Regions from separate parts of the Bos taurus genome. Here region 2 is linked to region 1. Evidence: chromatin contacts called from public Hi-C data. All regions are on one chromosome and are shown on one strand. Each heading gives the region's core, a stretch centred on a gene start, on an enhancer-like site or on the middle of the called end of the contact. The rest is flanking DNA. Distances are from core to core; before and after follow the strand shown. Region 1 overlaps MNT (MAX network transcriptional repressor). Region 2 overlaps METTL16 (methyltransferase 16, N6-methyladenosine).

Region 1 (5,006 bases), core at 1,153-3,652:
CCAATAAGAGACCATAAGCAAAATATTCTCTGACACAAATCATACCAATGTTTTCTTAGGTCAGTCTCCCAAGGCAATAGAAATAAAAGCAAAATCAACAAATAGGACTCAATCAAACTTATAAGCTTTTATACAGCAAAGGAAACTATAAAAAAATGAAAATATATGCAAATGATGCAACGAGTAAGAGCTTAATCTCCAAAATATACAAACAGATCACATAAGTGAAAAAACAAAAAAAGCCAACCCAATTGAAAAAGGGGCAAAAGACCTAAATAGACATTTCTCCAAGGAGACATACAGATGATGGCCAATAGGCACATGAAAAGATACTTAACATCATTAATTATCAAAGAAAAGCTAATCAAAACTGCAGTGAGGCCTCATACTGGGCAGAATGGTCATCATTAAAAAGTCTACAAATAGGACTTCCCTGGTGGTCCAGTAGTTAAGAATCCACTTGCCAATTCAGGGGACATGGGCTCATTTCCTGGTCTGGGAAGATCCCACATCCTGAGGAGCAACTAAGCCCACGAGTACCAACTACAGAACACTGCAACGTACAGCAGCCCTTGCTCTCTGCAACTAGACAAAGCCTGCACGTAGCAGTGAAGCACAGCCAGAAAAATAATTTAAAAAAAAAAAGTCTACAAATAATATGCTGGGGAGGGTATGGAGAAAGGGGAACCCTCCTACACTGTTGGTGGGAATGTAATCATAGTTCTTCATAGTGCTGCCACTGAGTAAAACAGTATCCAGATTCTGGATAAAAGTGGAGTTGCCATATGATCCAGCAATCTCACTTCTGGGCACATATCCAGAAAAACCTCTAATTGAAAAGATACAGGCACCCCTATGTTCCCAGCAGCGCTATTCACAACAGGCAAGACATGGAAGCAACCTAAAGGTCCATCAGCAGATGAGTGGATAAAGAAGATGTGGTGCACACACACGATGTACTACTCAGCCATAGAAAATAATGCCGTTTGCAGCAGCATGCATTTACCTAGAGATTATCATACTAATTGAAGTCAGAGAAAGATGAATAACATATGCTACCACTTATACACGGAACTTAAAATACTATACAAATGAACTTATGTGCAAAACCAAGACAGACTCACAGACACAGACACCAAACTAAGTTACCAAAGGGGAAAGGGCACAGGGGATGGACAGACTAGTTTGGGATTAGCAGATACAAATTCTATATATAAAATAGAGGACTATAGTCAATATCCTGTAATAAATCATAATGAAAAAGAATATGAAAAGTATGTGTGTGTGTACATATCTATATCCGAATTGCTTTTCTGTATACCAGAAACACAGCATTGTAGATAACTCCTCTAAAAATAAAGAAAAAATTCCCTCTGCTGTTGACACCACCTGAAAGCTCACCAAAGACCCCTGAGAACTAGCCTGGAAGTGGTTGGTTCCTTCACACACTCCCACCCCTTCTCTGCTCCACCCAGAAGTGCTGGCACTCCCAGACCCCTGGCTGGGCTTTTAGGGCCAGAGGGAACCACACAGCCAAAACGATGGGTCAGCTGAGGGCTCAGTGTGGGGAAGGGAGGAGCAGGAAGCATGAGCAGGGTACTCTAGCCCTGAGGATACTGGGTCATCACTGCCAGGGGCAGAGTCTTCATCTCTGACCCGAGTGCTGGGCACAGCATCTGACACTGAGGTGTGTTAGGATTCCCTAACCCTGGGCCTTCCCTCAAGTGCAAGTGACCGAACACTTCCTGAAGCTACCAGCAGAGGGAACCAACGTTTCACAAATGAAATGAGCAGGCAAGCTTGTTAAGCAGTAGGGAGGGGCACTGGGCCTGGCCTTTCCTGAGATTAGGTCTTCAGAGAAGGGGACCTCAAGTGATTGATGGCCACCAGGCCCTTCCCCAAGATAACGCCCCCACACACCTCAGACAGACCCACCCCAGGAAGAGAAGCGGAGTCAGTTCCCTGGGCTGCAGTTTCAGAGAGAGTGGACATGGCTGGCCTATGGCTTGGCCCAGCTGACTGCTCCCTGACCTTACTCTCCCTTACCTCCCCACCTGCCAGCCGGCCAAATGGCTGACTTCTTTCTACACTGGGGAGAAAAGATGTTATAGGGTCAAAGGTCTTCAAGGCCCAGCTTAGAACATGGATCTTTGACCCCGACCTACTTCCTCTTCTTGTTCCTTACCCTGTAAGGACAGCCTTATAGATTGCACACACACTGCCTCCCCCAAGACCTGTTCTAACTACAACCCCAAGAGTGCAGCCCCCTCTCAGGAAGCATCAGGCCCTCCTGTGCACAGACCCTCCAGCTTTTGTGCTGGAACTTTCTGGAGCGTGGGATTCCCCAGCTCCGGGACAGGGACAGGCCCAGGGGCAGGGTGGCACGTGCTTGGGGACAGCTCTGCACCAGCTGACATAGGACTGCCGCTCCAGACAGGCCCTGGCTGGTCACGTGACCTTAACAAGGCACTCAGCCACCCTCAAACCTGTTTCCTTATCTGCTAGCTGTTGGTCTGTTTACTTCACCGAGCTGTTAAGAGATGAAACAAGATAGTGTTTGTGAAAAATGGTTTGAGGAAGTATAACGTACTGCACAAGTATGAGGAAGACCAGCGCTGCAGGTCTCAGAGCCTGTTGGGGATGGAGCCTCAGGGATTAGAACGGAAGGTCCCTTGTCTTTGCAAAACCCACCAGCCTGGAATCTACCAGACCCCAACCCCTCTACAGGAAAAAGATGCCGCCGCTTCTTGCTGGGGCTCTTTCCCTCAAGGTCTCTGCCTCCTTTTGCAACAGAACGACCCAGATGCTGCAGGTGGCAGCTCCGTCTCGGGTTTCAGTGCAGGTTTATTTCAATTTTATATTTTATTCCAGGCAAGTGCTTATTACATGGATAGTATTCATGTCTCAATACCTAATGTCTTGGAGCATGAACAGCCACTAGAATACAGTTCCATAGTAAAAATACAATATGTACAAAATTAGGGTTTTTGTAGTTTTTTGTTTTGTTTTTTTTTTTCCCACACAGCAGATGTATCCAAACACATAAAAATCTCTACAGTCTGGGGTCGCTACAATTTATATTTCAGGAAACGGAGACACAGTGACCGAGTCCTCACTGTAAACAAGGGCCACCTCTTCGTGGGGGTGGGGGGTGGGGGTGGGACTCTGGGGTGGGGAGAAGAAGCTGTTCCTGGAGAGGGCAGGGGTTATGGTGACCCCCTAATTCCCCTCCAGGAATTCCCTGCCCTTCTTTGGCCCCCCTAGGAACCAACCTCCCGCTCTCCCCGAGGTAAAGACTCCCAGCCAGTGAGCCACTCTGAACATCAAAAAGTAAAACACGCATGAGAGGTAAGATGTGTGTGTGTGTGTGTGTGTGTGTGTGTGTGCGCACGCGCGTGCACACACGTGCGTCCCCCAGGCTGGAAGGGCTAGGGAGGGGAGGGGCAGGCAGTCCCATGGGGTGAGGACAGATGTGGTCCCCACAGCGCTCAGAGGGGAGAGGCCCAAGGAAGGGCTGGGTGGCGGCTGCCCTCTCGGGCACACAGCATCACAGCGTTCACGAACAACGACAAAAACAACAGCAACAACACCCATCGTCACCAATCTGGACATAGTCATTCGGCACTAGATTCTGAGGCCCCCCACTGCGGCGGTGGGGGCAGGGAGGGACGGGGCGGCGGGCGGATGAGGTATCTGTGCATGCCCGAGGGGCGACTGGCTAACAGAACAGTTTCAAGGTGAGCAGGCCTGAGAGGAGGGCAGCTTGCCAGTGCTTCTGTTCCTGGGGGCCAGGCCTGCCCTTCTCTCTCTGCTCTTTCCAATGTCATCACACCAGGAAGAGTAAAACCAGCTCCCCCCCAAACAGGGTGATAGTGGCTGCGGCTGCAGGTGCAGAAAGGCAGCAAGCTTGTGAGGCGGGAGCTGCATTTGGGTGGGGGGCGGGGAACAGCATCACCTCCTAGAAACCTCTGAAGTATCCCTAAGTCTCCCCACCCCGGGAGACAAGAAACAGTCTCCAGGGAGGTTTTCAGGACCAGAAACTGAAAGGGAGTTCCGAGGTGGCTCAATCTACTCAAGACCTCTGTCGGCCTCCTCTGGGAACCATGGAACCACCCCCCTGCCCCGCCCCAACCTATCATTGCAAACTTCACACCCAGGATCACTGGCTCCCCCACCTCCACACACTCTGAAAGGCCACTGGTGAGTGTGTCCAGGTGGGGAGCCGAGTGTGCACGTGTGTAACTGAGTGTGTCTGACACAAGGCCACTTGAAATAAATACCCACATAAAAAGAGCAGCCAAAGCAGTCTGCTGAGGCGAAGGCATGGAGAGCAGTGGCCCTCGCACACAGGCCCCCTCGCTCCTCCCCACCCCAAGCTCAGCCCTGCCCGCAGCCCTATCAGGAAGGCGGTGGCACACAGCAGCGCCCCCTGGGGGAGGGCACATGCAGAACAGCCCGCTGGAGACAGCAGGGGTTCAAAGCAAAGAAAGATGAGCCCAGGGAAGGGGAAGCTGGGGCAGAAGCAACAGTTCTCCGTGGCCTGGCCATGCTCCCTCCCCACAGGTCCCCAGGGCCAAGCCCCTGGACTGTAACCTCCTGATTACCTCACCCACATGGCGCCAGGGTCCTGCAACCCAGACCAGACGCTGGTCCCGTCTCCCAGGCAGCAGGAGGCGTCCAGGCGCACTCATCCCTCCAGGGAGTGCAGAGCACGGAGCAGAGCCCAGGCCTCCTCTCTATCTTCTGGAAGCCAAAGTCAAGTCCAGGGATGGGGACAGGGTCCAGCACACCCTCCTCTCAGGCCAGACCCAGCTGGAGGTCAGCAGGGTGGCTGGGGGAGATAGTCAAGCCCCTCCTCCCTCCCCTCCATCTGCCCTCCTGAAGTCAAGAGCCCAGTGGTAGGGCAGTTGCGGGGGCTTGGAAGCTTGGCAAGGGCTTGGGTTTGGTTTACTACTGGTAGAGAACTCTCTTAACTAGCTTGTTATGATCAATCACAATGACTGCAA
Region 2 (5,006 bases), core at 1,406-3,905, 39 kb after region 1:
GTAAATAAATATGAAAATAGTTATAGATGAAATAATACACTCTAAGATTTGCTTTAGAATCATCAGGGCAGCTCAACATCACTGGGACATCAGACAGAGGTGGTGAGAGGGAACGGTGGGGAATGATAACACAATACATTTTACTGAGCACCTACTATATGTATCAGGCACTGTGTTATATACATTTAATTCTCAAAACCTGAAGTGGTGGGTACTATCAGTAACCCCCAGCTTACAGATGAAGAAACAAAAACTTAGAGAAGTAACCTGCTCAACCTAGACAGTTTCTATACACTCGGCAATAGTTTTAGGGTAATCCACCATGCCACTGTTAAACAAAATAACAGAACAAACTATGTCAGAAGTAAGTTCATGCAGAATACAAATGACTGAAAGAGATAAATCCAGGGGCGTCCCTGGTGGTCCAGCAGCTAAAGCTCTGTGCTGCCAATGCAGGGGGCCACGGTTCGATCACTGGTCAGGGAACTAGATCCCACACGCAGCAACTAAGAGCCTGAAAGCTGCAACTAAAGATCCTGCATACTGAAATTAAGACCAGCACAGACAAATAAATATATATAAAGATAGGTCCAGAGAGATTTCTATAGGCTGCATGGTTAAGAAGGAATTGGTTAAGAAGGCTTTATGCAGAAGTTAGAACTGAGCTGGGCTGCAGTGAAGGGAAGTCCACAGAAAGGATCAGACACAGAAAGGGCTGTGACCAAAGGCTGTAATGACAGTCAGCAATGACCCTGGCATCATAAGAAGACTGTGTAACTTCTAATGCCGTAGAAGGCAGCACAATCAGGAAAACAGGGAGTGATTAGGATGGAAGGGAAATCAAAAACAGATTTGGGAGGAACAAGGAGCCACTGAGGAGCCATCCTTTCTTTGAAAGGCGAGCTCAGGATGAACCCAGGTGACCATTACATGAAAGGTGGCTGCTGAGTAGGTAATACCTGGTTAGAATGGAACCAAGGGCAGTCCTTGGGCAGCACAGTGACTTAGAGCTTAGGCTGTGAAATCAGACTAAGCAAGGCTTCAACCTGATTTTTTAGTCTCCAATTTCGTCATCTAAAAAGTGGGGATAATACCACCCACTTGATTATTGTCAGGTTTGAATAAAATAACATAATGTGTGTGAAGCATTCACATCACAACAAAGACTATCTCTGGTGCTTGAAATCTACTATACCGATTAACATTATGCTTGCAATGCTGTTCCTTAGTAGAAGTTCTACATCATATTCCTTTTAACACTCAACAAATACTCTATGCACCAACTATGAGTCAGATATTGACAATTCCTCCTCCATGAAGTCCTCCCAGACTGAACTATTTTCTTTTCTGAATGGCCTAATTCTCCACCATTCTGGTTCCTACCATTCATTTCAGTACTCACTCATATGCACTTTCGTATCCATACTTCTCTTTCGTAAAGCTAATCATTGTAAGCGATAGGAAATGCTATCTTATTTCTTTGGTATTATCACAATGAACGTCACAATAAGAAAAGTAACAAGAGAAGGAACCTTAACTTTGGTTTTGCTAAATAGCTCAGATCCCTAACCATCACATCTGTTTTAGAGCATAATTTATAGTCTGGTACAGTACTGGTTTTCAAACCATGTCCTTCCTCCCCCTGCCCTTTGCCACACTGAGCAGCTTATGGGATCTTAGTTCCCCAACAGGGGACTGAACCGGCACCCTTAGCAGTGAAAACGCAGAGTCCTAAACATTGGACTGCCAGAGAATCCCCTCTAACCATGTCTTAACAGGAGGATCCTCTCAATAAATAAAATCAACACATAATACTGACGAAAGCAGACCAGAGATCTGCTGATGAGATCTCTAAAATGAGAGAGAGCCCTGAAGTACCACCCTGATACCTGTCTCCAAGTGTCATCCCCTGAGCACCTACACGGAATCCCTCCTCTATCTGGAATTAGTTTGAGTACATGTGGACTAGGAAGTGGAACACTGTCAGAAGAACCCCATTCTGACACTAACAAGGCTACCTAATTAATTTGACCCCTTCCGTCCATCTGTTCTCCAGAAAGCCCTCTAGTTATGACTCCCTGGACAAGAAAGACCCAGGCTCAGAGGAAATGTGTTGAACAGAGGGGGCTCATTTTTTAAAACCAGAGTTCCTGGGCAATGCTCAGACCAAGAGTACATACCATTTATTAGAGTCACATTATTTCCCCTTTTTCTTTTAACAAGTGTCAAACACCTGAAAGCAAAGCAAAGCTAAAATAATGCCTTGAGCAATGCGAGAAGTTCGGACAAAGAGGCATTCTAAGCGGCTTGTTAAAATTCTGTAAGGAACAGTCCTTATGATATGCTTCCTTATATTTGTCATCAGTCGGAAATGAACAGACACAATTTTATCAACACTAGGACTCGTCTTTTGGCTGTTAAAATAAATCCAGACAAGAGGAATGGGCTTAGTGTGGGCACTTGAATCAGCAGCAAATTAGAATTTTTCAGCATTCAGCACCAACAGAAGCAAGCCAGTAGGCCTGAGATAAGTGAAAACAGAAGTTGCCATAGTAACTTGCACATTTACCCTAAAAAGGCGGGAATGGGGGTGGGGCGGGGAAGTAGGTCAATGTTTCTGCTTAACCAGCTCCAGTCCTTGGCTTCCTCTCCTCACCTAAAGCAGCATGCTCCTCCCTCCCCGCCATAGCCCGCAGGAGCAAGAAGAGAGAATGAGGTGACCACTTCAAAAAGCAGGGAGTAGGGAGAGGTCCAAGTAGCGAGAAGGAGAACCAAGAGGGCAGCCCACTGAAGCCCTCCCGAGTGCCCTGGGACCCCTGGGAAAGCAGCTGCTGATCGAGGGCACCAGTGCTAAGAAACTGTTGCTGGGTTACCACAAATCAGAAATTGCCGTTTTCCCTGTAGCAGTTTAAGTGCACCTAATGGAACACTTGGGGATGCATTATTAACAGCTTTGGGTTGGGGGCAGTGGTGTGGAGGGATGAGTACTCTGGCGTGGCAGAAGCCTGGGGCCCTTAAGCAAGAGGCAGTCTTTCATGGCTGAAGCTATGAACAGGCCTCAAGGATGACCTAAAAGACAGGGAGGGAGGGAGGAAGGCTTAGCTGATTCCCTTTCAAAGTAAGCTGGTTTTACTACCACAGAAACACAGTGCTCTTTGATACTCTGATCTGAAATAGCTGTTAATCCAAGAGGGCAAGGGTGTCGCTGGTCCCTGAGATGGCCTGGAGGGTGCCAGAGCTCATTATCAGCTCTTCTGCCTGTGGTGCCAACAAGTGCGGAAAGCAGGTTCAACAGAAAGCACTCGGAAACAGGTGCAGCTCCATTTTCCTGCAGCTGTTAGCGTCTGCATAGGGATAAGCTGAGGCATTGCTAACAATTTTAACCATTTGTTGGGAAAACCCTGGTATTCTTATTTAGAGGATGACAGAAAGGATAATCCCTCAGGGAGGTCAAAAAAAGCACAACCATCTTTGGTAATCAGTGAGTATTTCAAACACTAACCTCTGGACACCCTACTGCATGGCACAGAGGCAAGTCTGGGCTTCCATCACACAGGCCATTCAGACTTGACTGGGACAACTTATTTCAATCCAGCAGCACACCTAGCTGCAGAGTACAGGAAAGGAAGGCTCAGTTTCAAATCTGAGCTCATGTATTCAGAAATACCTGCAAACGGTCCCCTCATACTTCCGCACATCTCTACTCCTCTGCCCTACAGGAGAAGGAAAGAGGCTCACAGTTACAGCAACACTTAAGAGAGACTCTGGAGACAAAGCGTGGCCAAGACCTTGGGAGAGGAGCACCCAGGACAAGCCTATGGTGTAGACAGGGGACTGGAGACGGTGAACAAGCCCAGGTATGAGGCCTCCATAAATACTGTGGGCAGGGGCAGCTCAAGCTGAGCAACGAGTACATGAACGGTAAGGCAGACCGCTCCAGGCAACCAGAAGTCAATCCTTCTTGCAGGGGAAAAGTGAGAACAAACAGACGCTATTCTGTTACCACCTCTTACGTAGCCTAGAAAAATTATTCCGGCTAACCAGTTCAAAAACATTTTTCTTTTGCATATAGCAGCAACCACAGAGGACAATGAGAATTTTGTGGATCATAAAATTACAGAAGAATGTTCACGGTCAAGCACATGCAAAGGAGACAAAATAGGATAATGAACTATATCACCCAGCTTCAAAACTCATCAATATTCCAGCGCTCATCTGAAAGTCAAGACAGGACCCTTTACTCGAATGATCTCTTGAGTTTTACACATCAAAAGCCCGCAATCCCAAATGGCAATTTCTACATCCACAGGAACCCTAGGAGACAGCTACTCTAGGAAAACAGCAGTGATAAAAGAAAACAGACTTCAATTTCAATTCTTCAGGAATGTCCAACAGAAAAATCATACCCACAAGGTGTTTGTATTTGAATTTTTTAATTGCTAAAAGATGCATTTCCAACTCATTTACATTTGCTGATTCAGAATCACTGAGTTGCACAGATTCAGAGAGAAAGGTTTTATGGTCACCACAGACAGCCTTCCAGGACTGTGCCTGGTTCACAACCTCTCCATTGTGATGTAAGCATTTGGGGCAAACTTCAGGGAAACAAGACAGTACAGATTTAGTTGATTTATGACCTAGTAAAACCCACCATGTACTGGGTTTCAGCAAAGCTAAAGGAAGGTCTCAACTTACTGGTACTGTTACGTCATCATAAAAACTCCAAGCCAAAGCCCATCTCATTGTCCGACCCTGGCAGAACTCAGTATAGGTGACTTTAGGAACCTGAAACCAAAAAACAGCGTCAAATCATTCTGTTAGTTCTACTAATATGTTTCTGGCTGCTGCCTCATTTTAAATTATAGGTTGGTCTTTCTTTTTATCAGTTAACAAACACTACCATCCAAAAACAGCTATGCCCAGCTGCCTAATAACCAGTGACTCAATCGTTGTTGTTCAGTCGCCCAGTCGCGTCCGACTCTTTGCGACCCCATGGACTGCAGCAC

Evidence for each region. Hi-C and Micro-C count contacts between places; a contact is called where the count stands out from the background.
Region 2: a contact with region 1 is called in a Hi-C map of skeletal muscle, with 3 times the contacts expected there. The contact joins two enhancer-like sites. A contact is called at or near these places in 5 of 11 Hi-C or Micro-C datasets (blood, liver, skeletal muscle and 2 more).

What each region holds. Positions count from the first base shown.
Region 1 is chr19:23,348,054-23,353,059 of ARS-UCD2.0, forward strand. It overlaps MNT (MAX network transcriptional repressor), which reads right to left. Exons shown (of 6, transcript NM_001206899.2): 6 at 2,808-5,006. Among named protein-coding and RNA genes, the nearest start is that of MNT, 16 kb to the right of the region's middle. Within about 2 kb of position 2,403, at least 57 of the 102 cell types and tissues checked have an H3K27ac peak or open chromatin away from gene starts, as enhancers often do.
Region 2 is chr19:23,386,451-23,391,456 of ARS-UCD2.0, forward strand. It overlaps METTL16 (methyltransferase 16, N6-methyladenosine), which reads right to left. Exons shown (of 10, transcript NM_001192216.1): 8 at 4,696-4,785. Among named protein-coding and RNA genes, the nearest start is that of MIR12041, 12 kb to the left of the region's middle. Within about 2 kb of position 2,656, at least 8 of the 102 cell types and tissues checked have an H3K27ac peak or open chromatin away from gene starts, as enhancers often do.